Regions from separate parts of the Anas platyrhynchos genome. Here region 2 is linked to region 1. Evidence: chromatin contacts called from public Hi-C data. All regions are on one chromosome and are shown on one strand. Each heading gives the region's core, a stretch centred on a gene start, on an enhancer-like site or on the middle of the called end of the contact. The rest is flanking DNA. Distances are from core to core; before and after follow the strand shown.

What was found. A called contact is a pair of places that touch in the nucleus more often than the background predicts.
Region 2: a contact with region 1 is called in a Hi-C map of F5 follicle, with 4 times the contacts expected there. The contact joins two enhancer-like sites. A contact is called at or near these places in 3 of 8 Hi-C or Micro-C datasets (F1 follicle, F5 follicle and subcutaneous adipose tissue).

What each region holds. Positions count from the first base shown.
Region 1 is chr13:14,063,993-14,071,333 of IASCAAS_PekinDuck_T2T, reverse strand. It overlaps LOC101795985 (6-phosphofructo-2-kinase/fructose-2,6-bisphosphatase 4), which reads right to left. Exons shown (of 14, transcript XM_072044519.1): 13 at 7,140-7,204. Among named protein-coding and RNA genes, the nearest start is that of HYAL1, 51 kb to the right of the region's middle. Within about 2 kb of position 3,288, at least 4 of the 8 cell types and tissues checked have an H3K27ac peak or open chromatin away from gene starts, as enhancers often do. A contact at or near this core is called in F1 follicle and F5 follicle, where this site is marked.
Region 2 is chr13:14,121,863-14,129,203 of IASCAAS_PekinDuck_T2T, reverse strand. All of the region lies in intron 1 of PRKCD (protein kinase C delta), which reads left to right. Among named protein-coding and RNA genes, the nearest start is that of PRKCD, 16 kb to the left of the region's middle. Within about 2 kb of position 2,668, at least 4 of the 8 cell types and tissues checked have an H3K27ac peak or open chromatin away from gene starts, as enhancers often do. A contact at or near this core is called in F1 follicle and F5 follicle, where this site is marked.

The DNA of each region.
Region 1 (7,341 bases), core at 2,039-4,538:
AAACAAGATAAACGAGTAGTACCTGATTTGATTCGGGGCTAAAGTGTGCCAACGTCATTTCTGCCCTCGCTGATTCTCCTGTATTAACGTCAGCCCTTTCCTCTCTGCCCTTGGTAAATCAGCCCATCTTCCACCATAAGCACACCACATAAAACTGCCTGGGCACACACAAACGCTGCCTGCCCCACTCTCCAACTGCTCTCTCCGAGGAAAGCAAACAATGCTCCTGTTTCAGAAAGACGCTTCCACAGGCAGCATTCCTTCTAGAGCAAAGGATACAGAGACAGCATTGGCATCTAGGAACAAGAGGAGCTGGCAGAACAAGTCACACTCTGCATGACCACAATGGAAAAAAAAAAAAAAACACCACTGTGTTGGCATTTGTTTTATTTGTTCATATTTTCTTAGTAACTGATGCAACATACCCAGAAATTCCTTGAGACTGTGGAGATGTCTCCACAGGCAATCTGAGAACATTGGCTAACATCTTTTAAGCTGAGCATCTGCTGTTGATTCAAAGAAAATTAAATGGAGCATGAAATGGAGCAACATGCAGGAATCCAGAGGTACTGGAAATTAAGGCCACAAGCAACAAGAACTAGACAGCTACAACACAAAACTAAGAGGAAACAACGTGGTCAAGGCAAAAGATTCCTCTCATCGAGTTAAATAAGGTGTGTCAGACAAAAGAAGCATCCTAGCGGCTGGGACAGCCACAAGAGGGAACACAGATATGCAGTTAAAGCTGGAACAAGACGTCCTCCAGAGTGTAGGCGAAAAGGGAAAGGCTGTGGAAGCAAAGCAGAGCGTTTTGTTTCTTCCACCACGTGGAAGAAACAAAACTTGTGTAGGACAAAGCCTAATAAATAAACCCCGGGGCTTATTAGACAAAGAAGGACCTAGCTCGAGACCAGATCAAGTGAGACTTCAAAAGGGACCACCATCCCCTTGAATGGGAGGTGGATTCCTACCCACAGCAATCACGTTAGGTTTAATTACGGCAGCTGGGACTGTGCTCCCACGTGGACTGAGAGAGACGAGCGTGCTTACAGAGGACACAGAGGTTTTAGCCTTACTTTTAGGACCAAAAGGTGTCCCCACAGCCATCCAGCAGCACCTTACCCAAACACACTTGGACAAAATTACAGTTCTGGAGCAGCACCACTGCTGCTGCGTACTGGGGAGCGCAGGAAATGCAGCAGGGGGAATCCAAACGACAGGCACCTGGCTTCGAATGCTACTTCTACCAAGGCGTAATGGGGTCTCGCAGACTTGGAACATGACATCAGGTCAGCCAGCACCATCAGGCACATTTCTTTTAAGATTCAGAAAGGCCAAGGTTTCTTAGACCACGAAAATATCCATAAAGAAGATAAAAAGCTCAAATTGGCTGGGTGAGACACCAGAAGGTGCACCTCACCGGGTCCTCTCTGGAAAGGCTCAACACAAACACATCAACTCAAACACACTCCGACACCACTGCTTCTCCTCTCCTCATCATACTCTCCCTTGTTTTGTGCTTTTTTTCCCCTACAGAACAAAGCATCCCCCAGAAACAAAGTGCTACAGATTAAAATGGCAGGCTGTCCTGTCTGCAAGTTTCATTCTGATTTGCTACATGCAATCCTCACAACAAAGCCAGAAGATTTTGCAATAAAGGGCTCCTCCAGGGAAGAGGGTTCTGAACCGCACGGGAGTCACGAGGAAAGCCAAAACAGATGAAGTTAATAAGGACCATCCCCAGATGAAGAACAAGCATAAAGAGGACCATGCAAAGAAGTGCTCTTATCAGCCAGGTTCCTCCTGGTGAGCTACAGAGAACTCACTGTCCCTTCCCATTCAGCATTAGGCCTTTCTTTTACTAAGAAAATAATTTAGGGAGGACTACTAAGCAATGCTGCCATAATAGGAGACCCCTCAGAGGGCAAAACTGCTTTTAAACCCCATGTTACTCCATTATACACATCTGCAAGAGGTTTTTTTGTTTTGTTTGGTGTGGATTTTGTTTTAACCCAAAATTGAACGTGTTTAGCTTAAAATTGCACAGTATGTCCTTAGTCACAAACCACGGAGGTGAAAGCAATCCAAGCCAGCTCTGAGTGGTTTGCCAGCACCTGTGGAACGTGTCCCTGTGACCTCTCAGGGATGTCACCTCAACAGGCAGAAAGAAGCAATCGGGCTCCCTAATTAACTGTGCTAGCAGGTACAGCAGCCTCAGGTCTCCTTCTCCATGGCATATCCAAGAGGCTGCAGCAATTAAACACAGAAAAGCGACAAGAACTCCTACATCATAATCACAACAAAGAGAATTCCCATTCCCCCAGGCCAAGCCCATGCTGCTTTAACTAAATATCAACTGGTACAGCAGGAGGCCCTCCGTCCAGGGGCTCTTTAGTTATATTAGACATTCCTGAATGCTAGAAACCTCAGAAAATTGCAGTGTAACTTCAGAAGTGCAAATGCGTAACACTTTTTTCCAAAACCCCAGTCCTGGAAAAACATACCGTATGAGAAACCTCCCCAGCAGATAAAAGCGTTCCACAACATGCCACTCTTGCTTATGCTCAAGACACAAAGACCCCCCTCAGAAAACAGCTCAAGGACTCGGTGATTTACCGCCTTTCCCCAGCCTCAATGCTACATAAACAAAGCTGCTTCGATTGCACAATGCCTCAGCCCATCTCATTTTGCCCACCGTAACATCGCAGAGAAGGGAGCCAAGGCATGACACCACATCGCAAACAAGCTGCGGTCCCTCCAGCATGGGAGAAGTTTTGTTGTAATTCTGTTTAGGATGCATACCCTGCTGTTTTGAGATCATGCGCCTGCTGGAGGGTGGAAAAACCTCCTGTTTCCATGCCTTTCAAGGCAAGTCACAACCTAGCGAGCAAATAATCTGCCTAACGCTGCTTCTGCTTTGTGAAACAGTCAATGCTTCTTACTGCACCCTGGGTAAAATTCAGCACTATCAGATCCAGTACTGGTTGCACCGAGGCACTCATCCACTCCTTGCATTTCAGCAGAACAAAAACCACCTACTTTTTCTTAGTTCCTCACTGAAAGGAAATTTAAAATTACTTCTGCCAGCAGGCAAGCTCTGAAGCCCAGTTAATGCAGAACAGCTGTTAAGGGAAGTCATTCGTATATTAAAAACACTTTTACACATTCCTGTACCTTCAGTAACTGTTGCAAGCTTAAGAGAAAACTTGCTGCCCTCTTCCAAACAGCGCATCATTGATTAGCACATCTAGAACACTAGTGCTACAGATCAGCAGGATTAAGGCTGTACAGTAACTATGGATTGTTATTTTATGCTACGGAGCAGTCCAATCACTCCCGAGGGCACTGAAGTAGATAATAATGGTGCCTAGAAAACAAACTTCAGCTTTTTCGTATCTCATGCATGATGTCGTGCTTCACAGTTTTCACAAACACACTTCAGCTAACATCAAGTGATTGTTGGCTGTTACAGTAGCTTTAAAAATTCATGCTGCAGGATCTTTGCATTACAGCAGTTTACAAAAACAGCTTTCCAGTGTCAGCCGATTAATGTTTGACAACCCATCCGCAATAAATTAACCAGGGCGATGCAGTTTTATTGTGATTTGATAATTTTTTCAAGCCATGCACTGTACAAAGATTTACTTTGGGTTTTGAGTTGTTGGGTTTGTGGGTTTTGTGGGCTTTTTGTTTGTTTTATTTCAAAGTGATTGGAATGATTTGCTTTTCAATTTATTTTGAAGTAGTAGGATGAAAACAGCACCCCAAGTTCGATAGTTGATCAGGACACGGGATTCACTGATGAGCAGGGACTGTTACAAGAGCTTCCTCAGGAGGTCTGGAAATGTCTACATTCTGTATAATAATAAAAATACAGAGGAGAATATTTATCACGCAGCAGTAAGACCAACAAAAACACCAATCACTTGCACCTTCACAAGTACACAGCTGCATTTACAGAAAAACAGAGATTTTTATTTTTAATGCCCCCGCCCCAGAATGCAGCAGACTGAGAGCTGGCTGGTGTCCCAGACCCAGACAGCAGGAAAATGTACGTACAGTAATCACTGATCCCATGCTGATGCCACCAAAAGCTCAAGTCATTCCCATTCAGGAGGAAGTCTTTTATGGGCCCAGGCAGGAATCCACTTAAACACATACTCCAGCATGTACACTTCTATCCAAATAAGCAAACTTTCAGTGCTTTGCTAAACTATGCCACGTGCTTCCTTCCCAAGCTTTAACTTTGACTGTGTGATAAACAATGTGTTATACCTGCCTCTTCCCAGACACCTTCATGGCTCAAGACTGATTGCACTGACTAGATCTCACCTCATTTTGCAGAGGTTGTAGGGAGAGAGAGAGAAAAAAAAGTAAGATGTTCAGTGCATCAAATTATTTTAAACAAAATATCCCTCCCCCCCCCCAAAAAAAAAAAAAAATCACGCTAGGCAGCACAGCTTTGACTCTGGCCACGCAGAACAAGTCTCAGGAATCAGGCCTGCCATGGTACCACCCCACGTAAATCCAGAAGGCTGTTTAGTTGCTATTCTCCGTTCTACCAAGAATGCAGATTATGAGAAACTGGGCTGAAGGTCTTTCTAAGACTTTGATCTAGGATTTGGCCTGCTTTAGACTAAACCACTGCCAGTTCCGCTAACACATTCTTCAGGCTTCACGCTGACATGCTTGACGCTGTGGTAAGCAAACTCAGCTTTCAATAATCCTCCCTCAGTTCACCCCCCCCAAAAAAAAAAGGAAAAATAGGATTTGGATTTGTTGCTCTGAGCAATATCCCTTTCTGTCACTTACCACCTAAGACAGAAGCACAAAGTAGATGTTTTACCCCAGCACTTGCTGTCTAACCCGAAGAGAGGACCCAAGCAATAGCTCAAGTAGTTCCCCTGATTTATATTCAGTAAAAAGACTGGACTCCTTCATTTGAAAAGGTCAGGAACTTAAGCTGCTACAATGCTGACAAACGCACAGCTTCAATCCACTTGAGACAAATCATCCTCACAGAGCGAGGTTTACACATACTGTAAACAAGTACTCCAGTACTCTGCCTGCAGTGTGAAAAGACGGCTTTTCAGCTGAAGCAGATAAGGAGCACGTTGTCCTGAAACACGGACTACAAATTACTTGTGGGGGCACAGAACACTACAGTAAGCAATTCTTAATCAAATAGTTTCATTGTTTAACAATGTCGTTATCTGTGATGCTAAACTTAATTAAATGCTTTGACTTCAATAGAGTATTTGAAAATTTAATTTAACAGAAACAATTACCATTTGAGTAGCTTATGTAAATGAAAGCTTTTGAAATTCTCAGAGCCCTCTGAGCAGTGTTTAAATGCAGACAGAATCAACCAGCCCCTCCATCCAGCTATCCTAAATGAACAACGTATCACCACCGTAACTCCACTGCTTCGGGTATCTTTCTGGGGGCAGGGAGAAGGGTGTTCAGGGGATTTTTATTAAAAACATCACTGTGTTGGTTTTTTTTTGATTCATTATGTCAATCTATTTCTGTTCTAAACAAACAGCTTTGTGCCTTTGTGTGCACTGCAGTGCAACTGTCCGTATGATCCCCTACGTGCACCTGAAACACAACTACACTCCCATGCCAGTTTGCTAAACATGTTACAAGCTTTCCCCCAAAATTAATGCCTTCAGTTAGAGAAGTGGTATTTTCAACAGCAATTCCCAAGAAACTTTAGCACGTTGTAAATTCAGCACCGGTATTTTATCAGACAAACTATAGATGTTCACTTGATCCGCCTTATTTAACATAGATGATGTTAACACCTGCTCTAAGACATCTTTTTTTATTATTATTATTTTCACAACACTTTTAGGCACTGTGAAATCAGAGCAGATTTCATGAACCTAACAAACCAAATGAAGATGCGAAAGTGGTAAAGCACAAAGATAAAGAGGGAAAGAGAAAGACAGAGGAAAAAAGTAACATGACTACTGGATGGAAAATGTCTTTGCTATGAACGACCAAAAAGTCAGTATTCTGATACTCAAAATGCCTGAGTCATTGAAACAAAAGTTCTCTGCAGACTCTTCCAGCATTTCTGCACAACTACCACAAACGTGTACCCTCATGTAAGGTGTTTTGTGTCTTGTGCCGTACTGTAAACACACACATAAAGAACACATTTATCTTTATATTCTTTTTCACCATAAGCCATTGTTCTGAATGACTGAATGTTCTGAAAAGCCCTTTTTTCTCACTTTATCAGACTGACTTTTAATTCGCTAGTAGGCATGGCTCATACCCTCAGCAAGGACCCACTGCCATACCTAGTGGCATTAGCATGAGGACATGCAAGGGAACAGGAAATTTTTAATCATGACACACTTCACATAACTTTCATAATGCAGCAACGGAAGAGTTGGACCAGATGATCTTTGAAGGCCCCTTCCAATTGAACTTTTCTATTTTAAGAGCTTTGCACAAGCAGCAGAATCAACCCAAGCACATGGCACAGGGAGAATACGGAGCTAGCACAGCCTGCCATTCTACCTCCACTTCCAGTTTACAAACACACTCAATTTCCTTTTCCCCAGTTCTGCTGTATCCTGAGACCTAGCGTTCCGTTCCACCATTGGCAGCACCACCAGTACTGCTTTACTAAGTGTACAGTAATAACCACAGTGATGAAAAAACCTAATGACTTCATTACCGACTCTCCAAAATAAGTAACAACAGCATATTCAAAGTAATTCATAACTTTTTTTTCATAGCTTCATAGAAAGCTTTTCATAGCTTTCATAGTAATTCATAGATTTATTTTTTTTTTTTGACTGCACTCTACTTACGCTGAATGACAAAGCCTGGAAGAACTAAAGTTTTTAGATTGATATTGTGTCTTCAAATTTTCATTCATCTCTATACATATTTTATTTTTTTAAAGATAAGCCACTACTTCTGTTAGAGCTTGTAGGTAAATTTGCTCAATAAAAAGGATCCCCACCCCCACAGCAACACGCATGAAGTAAAGCTGGTAAAATGTAAATAGGTAAAATTAAATTTGCTCTGCAGAGTTACTAAATCATTTCTAACCACATGGACAATGGAAAAGAGCTCAGTACATTATGTCAAGTTGTCTGATTAAAAAATATTCTTACCTCAGGTTTATCTCTGTGTGTGTTTACAGCTTCAACATTCAGGAATATAGATTCTACTTTACATCCTGTTGACAGAAAAAAATTTTAGAATTTGACCGTTTTAAAAAATGAGGTCACAGTTAAGATGCAATCTAATTAATCTAATTTTCAGTTTGTAAAGGTTAAACATTGATTCATACCAGAATTTCCCAAACTGTGAACA
Region 2 (7,341 bases), core at 1,419-3,918, 58 kb before region 1:
AAGAGGGTTTTGCCATCTTGGAAAAAAAGGCTGGAGAAGCTTTTTTGGTTCATTTAATCTTTCAACACATCTTTTAACAATGTGTTGGAGATGTCAGTGTTCTGACCTGGCCTTCTGGAGCACAGCACACGCACTGTGGGCAGGCTCTGTGTTTTCAGGTGCTCCTACATCATAAAAAATAAAAATAATAAAAAATAAATAAAAAATGCACAAGCTTTGACTTTGAAACAGTTTTTAAGACGTTTGGTTGTGTGTTCCAAGTATGCAAATCCAAATGCTGTGTTCTTTACAGGTCAGCAGAGGGGACCAAAGGGGCAGCAGTGATGAGGCTGCCACGGTGCTTGGGGGATGTTGCAGCAGTGTATGGGGCTTGCGGCTGCACCAGTAAGAGATGAACCTCATCCTTTTAGTTACATCTGGTGCCAAGAGTGCTAGAAGTGGCCCATCAGGGAAAGCAAAATGCTGTTTTATTTCATGACCCATGCAAAAGCCAGAAACCTCTGCACTTTGCTCTGCCTGGAGGCTTTTTCTATCGCAAAAACGACCAAGTTTATCTAATGCTGTTGGACTGCAGTTTGCCTACGCATACTCGAGTGCTGTACAGCCCAGCATATCAGGAAGGAGTTAGATAGTGACTTGAATTACTTGGGTTCACCAGTCTTTGAACAATATTTGAGGAAAAACAGATTGAAAGCAGTTAAACCAGTTTTTATGTTGCACCAGATGTGAAAACTAAGATCCCAGTATGGTCATAATTTAGCTGGCATAATAGCGCTCTCATTGGCATTGAACATAAAGGTTTATTTATGCCTTACTTCATGCTCTAAGCTTGTGGTTCAGCGATGGAGGTTCCCAGGCTTTAGCCAAACAGCCTGTTTGATTTAAGTGTCAAAGAAGGTGAGCATTTTCTCCTGTTGCAAGTGTTTGAAGCAGTAGCGTTGCACCTGTTGGGGGACACTTGTTGAGAAAGAAGAAGAAACAAACAAAATTACATTGTTATTGAAATTGATGAGTTCAAAACATAATTTTGATACTGCTTTAAGCATGAGAGAAATTAGAGACGTCAAATTTTGTGCTTTTTCCAAACTGATTTTCACATGACCTTCTGGTGACATCAATTTTAATAGGTCATATTTCACAGAATTCTTTCAAACTGTCCTTTCATTTTTCATTTTGTATTCCTAGGATCCATTTTTTTGTCCTGTGCTTTGCCGAAGCTCCAGCTGCTGTTCAGTATTTTTGTCTCTAAATGACATTTTTTACAAAGAAGATTTGCAGTGAAACCTGTAAATCAAGAAACTCCAAAAAGCCTTGTTTTTCTGTCATTCACCTTGCTCTTTTCTTTGCCCTCTGGTTTCTGTGACACATAGTAGCGTAATTTCTGTGATTAAATAGTATGTAAGTAGCAAACAGTCCAAAGCTTTTCTGGGTTACTTTGATTTTCTCTGACATTTTTTTCCTTCCACAGACTCATGGCAATTCATGTGAGTTCCTAGGAAACTTTACTTTTCCACCAAGAGTTCATTATTAAAACAAATAACCAATTCCAGCAGACATGCTAGCAGGATGCAGTATACTGCAATTTAATGAATATTTGAGATCATTGTTATCTTTACCCTTAATTTGCTATAAGGAACTGCTGGTTTTACATGTGTCCAAATTTTGGAGAAAACACTATTTGATGGTCTCAGAAAATGTGTATCTAATTTATTCAGCAGTGGTTTATAAAACTCTGGAGGAAAAATGTGATGTGATCAAAAAGGTGCATTTTGCCCGGAACAAAGTCTCTCAAGGCAGCCAGCAGGGATGAGGATGTTTGGGTGCTTTCCCACTTCTTTTTTTCTCCTTTCTTCTGAATTGAATCTGTTGTGTGTTACTGTAAGGTCCCCTGCAGTTTGCAATCTGATGTTTCCAGGATCTGTCACAGTAATTAGTTTGCTTGTATGAATCTCTTCAAAGAAGAAAATTATATTTTTTTTCTTTTAACTGCTGAAGTTATGCAATAACTTTTTCAGTGGGTATATTTTCATCAGCTATCAACGCAGGCAGCAGCACAGTGAGCTGATACGCAGAAGTAGCTTATAGATTGAGGCTTTTTCCTTTTCAGAAAAAAAAAAAAGGAAAATTCTTTGGATAATCAACAGAGCTCTGGATACTTGGTGTGAAATATGGAGCAACTGCATTGCGACCAAACAAGTCTGCAAGTGTGTACAGTTCCCTGCCTTGAATTTGTGGCAGCTCCTGATAGTTTTGTTTAGTGAAATATTTTAAAAGAACTGGTATGACATTAGTGTCAGGTGTAAGGGTATACAAATAAAGTAATGTGTTTCTATAAAACCCCACCTTTCAAAACATTTTGGGGTATGGAAGTTTTGGTTCTTTCACAGTGGCTGTTTTGTCCTTCTTAGTTAGATTTTCCTGTGCTTGAAAGGATCTTTGTTACGCTCTTTGGCTTCTCTTGCTGTTGATATGCAGGGCAGGGGTTTTCCTGTTCAGGGAAATGTTGGCTGGACTCAATGTGCTTTTTCCAATAAAGCTCATCGGGCAGGGTGTCATCGTGGAGTATATAACAAATTAGGTTTTATTCAGCTGGTATACTTTGGACCTTTAACATGTTCTCGTTTATCTCCCACTCACAGGAACACCCTAACATGGCAGCCTTCTAATCTTTTTCAGATTACAAAGCATTTGTTATGGCTCCAGACTTTGGCTGAAACTTAATGACGGGCTTTGAACTGTGTTTTTTTAGTATTTTTTTTCTTCCCCAGTACTTGTGGAAGCATTCAAGCTCCTGACTGTTCTCAGGGGCTAATATAACTTCCTACAGAACAGAAAGATCTCTGTTGAAGGAGTGCTCGCTTTACTTCATTTTGCAAAGTTGCATCTATGGCGAAATCCTAACTCTTCTCTATGAAGGTGAAGGTTTCATCATTTTGAACTCTTCCTCTGGGCTTGCTCTTTGTGACCAAGAGAAGACCCCCCTTATAAAACATAAAGGTTCCTCTTTTGTCTGCTCTCCCACTTGTTTTCCGTTGTTCCTATTGTATTTGTCCAAGTTCAGGAGACTTGGTGCAATAAAGCTATAGCACTTGCAAGAAGCTTGTGCCTCTTTGTCAAGAGCCACATGCACTATTTCAAATAATTGCTCTTGACTAAAGTGCGAGTGCTCGAGAGAATGAGGAACAAGCAGTTCATATTGATTGTTGCTCCATTTACAGTGTGGAAAGCTCGTCTCCTTTGGCTGTGCCCAGTTTATCTGGAAAAGCAGGAAAAGTTTTCAAGCTACAAGGCTCATTTAGATGGATTCTTCTTGGTTTTGCTCAGTTGTCAGCTATTATTTCCTGGCAGGTGCACGCACTGCGTCTGCTTCCTGAATGGGCTCTGTCAGCGTGACTTAGACTTACCAAAGCCTGGGTCTCAAAAGTTGTAGGCTATCTAAAAGAAAACTCGTATGTCTGAGAAGATACTACCAAAGAAAAAAGAGAAAAAGAGGTAAACACTGAGTCTGTGGAATTTTTATCTTGTTCTTTATTATTTGAATTACATAGGCTAGGTTAAATTTTTGCAGTTAGGCTGTACTAGGAACAGGCAGGAAGTAAAGATTGTTGTGCTGAGAGAGACAAACCTGGTGGCTTGTTGGGTTAGCACATTACTCATCTGATACCTCATGTATTCAAGGAAAAATCCAAAGCTGATGATGTGATTGTTTCTGTCTTGCTTGAGCACAGTTAAATGCAGCCTATATCCAAGAGTTTTAGAAGAAAGAAAGAAATCCTTGCCAAGTGTGAAAGACAGGTATGATGGGTGAGTGCTCTTGGCAGACAAACTATTTCATCTATTATGCAGCTATTTGAAGTGGCAAGCTTCCAGATTTCCGCATATAAAGGAAGATAATTGCCTAACAAGGTCACTGGGAACAAGGAATACAATGTGAAAAAAATTCTGTCCTCCTGCCCTTTGGTAGAACAGGTCCTTTTATTTCATGGTTCGTTGGCAGGACCCACTGGGTCAAAATGAGGCCAACTCCAGCCAGTGTATGTATATTGGTTACGACTCCCATCACTTGCTAGAAAAATGAGTTTATGAAATGTTGGCCAATGCCCAAATGAAGGTTAATATGTGAACTGCATCTGGACCACCTTCTGGATATGTTCATGGTGCAGGCTGTAGCTTTTATGGTACCTCCTGCCTTAGTGTATAAAGGCTGCAGGTGCCTGGGTGGGTTTTGTTCTCATCCTTTAATTCTCTGTGATTATTTTTTTTATTTGTATTTGCTTAAACTGTGCTCTGAATATAGTAATTTTCTTGTTTGTTTGTTTTTTATATTCTTTGCAAAAACTCAAGTCAGTCGGCATGTCGTTGAGACATGGAATCATCCTCCTTTTAAAGGAGGGAAGCTGCTACAGGAAAACTAAATTTCTCATTATTTCAGATGCTAATCTCCTCTTTTGTTTTTAATTATACATGTGTCTTCAAAGGACATCCCAGGTGACGTCTGATGTCTAGCCCTGTCCTAAGAAAGAGCTGAGTTGGTTTGGGTGAAACTCTAAAAACACCCTGTCCCTTTGAGGCAGAAAACCAGTCTGTGGAACTTTCATGTGGTGATTAGTTTTAGGCATGGTTCGAAGTAACTGAAAACAAGTCTAGCAATCAGAGAAGTTAAGCAACTTCAACGGAGTTTACTAGCAGTCATGCCTGTAATGCATGTCACAGGCTATTATTGCTGTTTTGAATGAATCATTTTGGTGACAGAGGTCATAACTTAATTCATAGCTGTATATATAAGAGCACAGAACATGGGAACTACCTGTTAACTACTTCTGCATTATAGTATATTTTTACTGTCTCATCATTCAAAAATGTATTTTCAAAGGAAGAGGAGTGTTCTGTTAGAACTATGTGCTTGTAGAGGTTAAACTGCTTGTATTCAGATTTTTATCTGGTGCCACACTGAAATATTTATGTTATATTCAAATAATACATGTGGAATAGAAACAGTGAAGCGTCAGTCTGCTTCCAGAAAAGTTGCCTGGTATTTTCTCAGAAGGCACAATCTTTCTTCGGCTTCCTGGCAAAAGAGGAACTATCATTTGGAAATGAGCCAGTGATCCATCTAATGAAATACCATAGCTCAAACAATAATCAGCACCAAGTGGGAGATTAAAAAATCCTGTAATGTATGGTTTGCTGTTATATAATTTTTTCCTAAGAAAAGCCCCCTGTCACCCTTACCAAAAACAAAAACCAAAAAACAAACATATATTGAAATGGAGCATTTATGGGGGGAAAAGATCAGCAGAAGGAGCTGCTGCTGAAGTTAGCTTGTCCTTGCAGATTTTTTGCATCAGCAACAGACTACAAATGTGAAGAATGATTGTAGCACTGTGATGTTCCTCACATCCTCCAAAAAAGCCTCAATATGACTTGGTTCTATTTTAAATATTTTTTCACGCAAAAATGTTTTCATCCAGCATTGTAAGACATCAACACTACAGGCTCTAAAAATCTAAACTTGCCTTAGCAAATGGCACGTTTCTAGATGGGAGTGCTGTGAACCTTTGAACTTAAGCTGTTATTTTAAAAATCTAGTCCTTATGGGCTGCATGTAAAATGTGTCCAGCAAAAAAGCAGGATCAACTGAAGTGACTTTAATTAACGTCAAGTTCCAGAGGTGTTAAGTCCTTATAGAAATCTTCAGGCCTCAGCAAAAGTGAGCAAAAGTGATTTGAGATTTATATAGGTATAGATATTTCATTATATCTACTAAGCTTTTCTAAAACTTATGTTATTTTCCCCTGCTTAGAAATGCTTCTAGAAGCCACAGTTGCAGGTTTTGGATCTTAACAGAGCTTGGACAGCAAGGCTGGACAGGGAAGACTCCCATGAATAGACTTTTGCAGCCAGGGAGATGAGCGATGAAGGCAACAGATAAACTTCTCCACTCATTCCTTTGAACAAAGATGAAGAAGAAAACAAAGGCAAAGTATCTCCTGCTCCTGTAGATGCTGGGATTTATGTAGGGCTTGAAGGCTGCAGGCAGCCTGCCTAACTGGGCTTGGTGACTGATGGTAGCTGCCTAGGGCAGCAGTGTGCTAGGGTGTTACGGTTTGGTGCCTTCTATGAATGTGTCAGAGCACAGTAAAGTGAGCCTGTCTGGTGCCAGAAGGGGCATACCAGGGGCATAACAGCTCCAGTTCTTCGGGGCTCTCCCTGTCTGCACCTCAGGACCACTCCTTTCCATCCTTCCCCTTAGTGCAGCAGGAACATCCCTTCTCTCCTGTCCGTGAGCTTAAAGGCCATACAATTCAGCTTTGCTTAAATTGCTGCAGAGCTGGGATCCTTTTCAGGGCTGTTTCATCCAGCACATCCAATCCTGGCATGTCTTGGCATCCGCCTCCTCCTAAGAAGACGTGCACTTCTTTAGGAGCTCAAGTGAAGCAGCTAATCATGGTCCCTGGAATGCATCCTGACAGGGATGTCGCCACCTCTGAGGAGCATGAGAAATGATGTTGGCAATATCTTAAGGTCGAAACACTTAACACATGAGTTATTTATTCCCTTAAATCGTGGAGTGCATGATTGCCAAGTTGTAGCACAATGTTTCTTGTTTTTTTCCACACTGCTTAATGGCCTATGTTGTGGAACTAGGAGTTATCAGGTAAAAATTTTAAACATCGTATCAGTCATGGTGCTTTGTTCTTTAGTATGGTTTCTTAATAAACTGCATGTTCCTGTCTACTCCCCTAGCTTCCTTGAGCAGGAATATTTATGTCTCTAAGCTTTGCAAAATGTAGTATTTAAATCCTGAAGTGATGGTTGCTAACTGAGGTGTGATGAGAGGAAAACAATTCTTCTAAGATATGCTTAAGGGCTTGTCAGTTGAAAAATGCAAGCAGACTAAAATCTCTGCTTACTGTAATCCAGAACTCACTGCGTGCAGTCTGCTCGTTTGGTGGTGATGGATCTTAGATGTGTTGTCCATGTCCCCAAATTCAGGCCATCAAAGTCTGTCCCCTGGATGATTAAGACCTGTTGTTTGGAAATACAGGAGAAAGCTAGCAACAAAAGTGATAATTGTTAAGTTCCTCTGCATCTTTCCCTCCCACCTGTTGCTTTTTTTTTCTTCTCCTAACCCCCTTCTAGACACAGTTGTCATGCAGTTTTCTAAGCTGTTTTACCCTTTTGGCTTCCAAACATGTTTGAGTCATTTGCTAAGCATCTACATCTCCCCACTTTATTTCGTGGGTTGGCTGTTGCTGACTTCTGTCTGCACACCGTGTGGTCCACAACATTTATTTCAGCTACCAGATAGCACCGAGGAAACAATCTTGAGTTCTTACA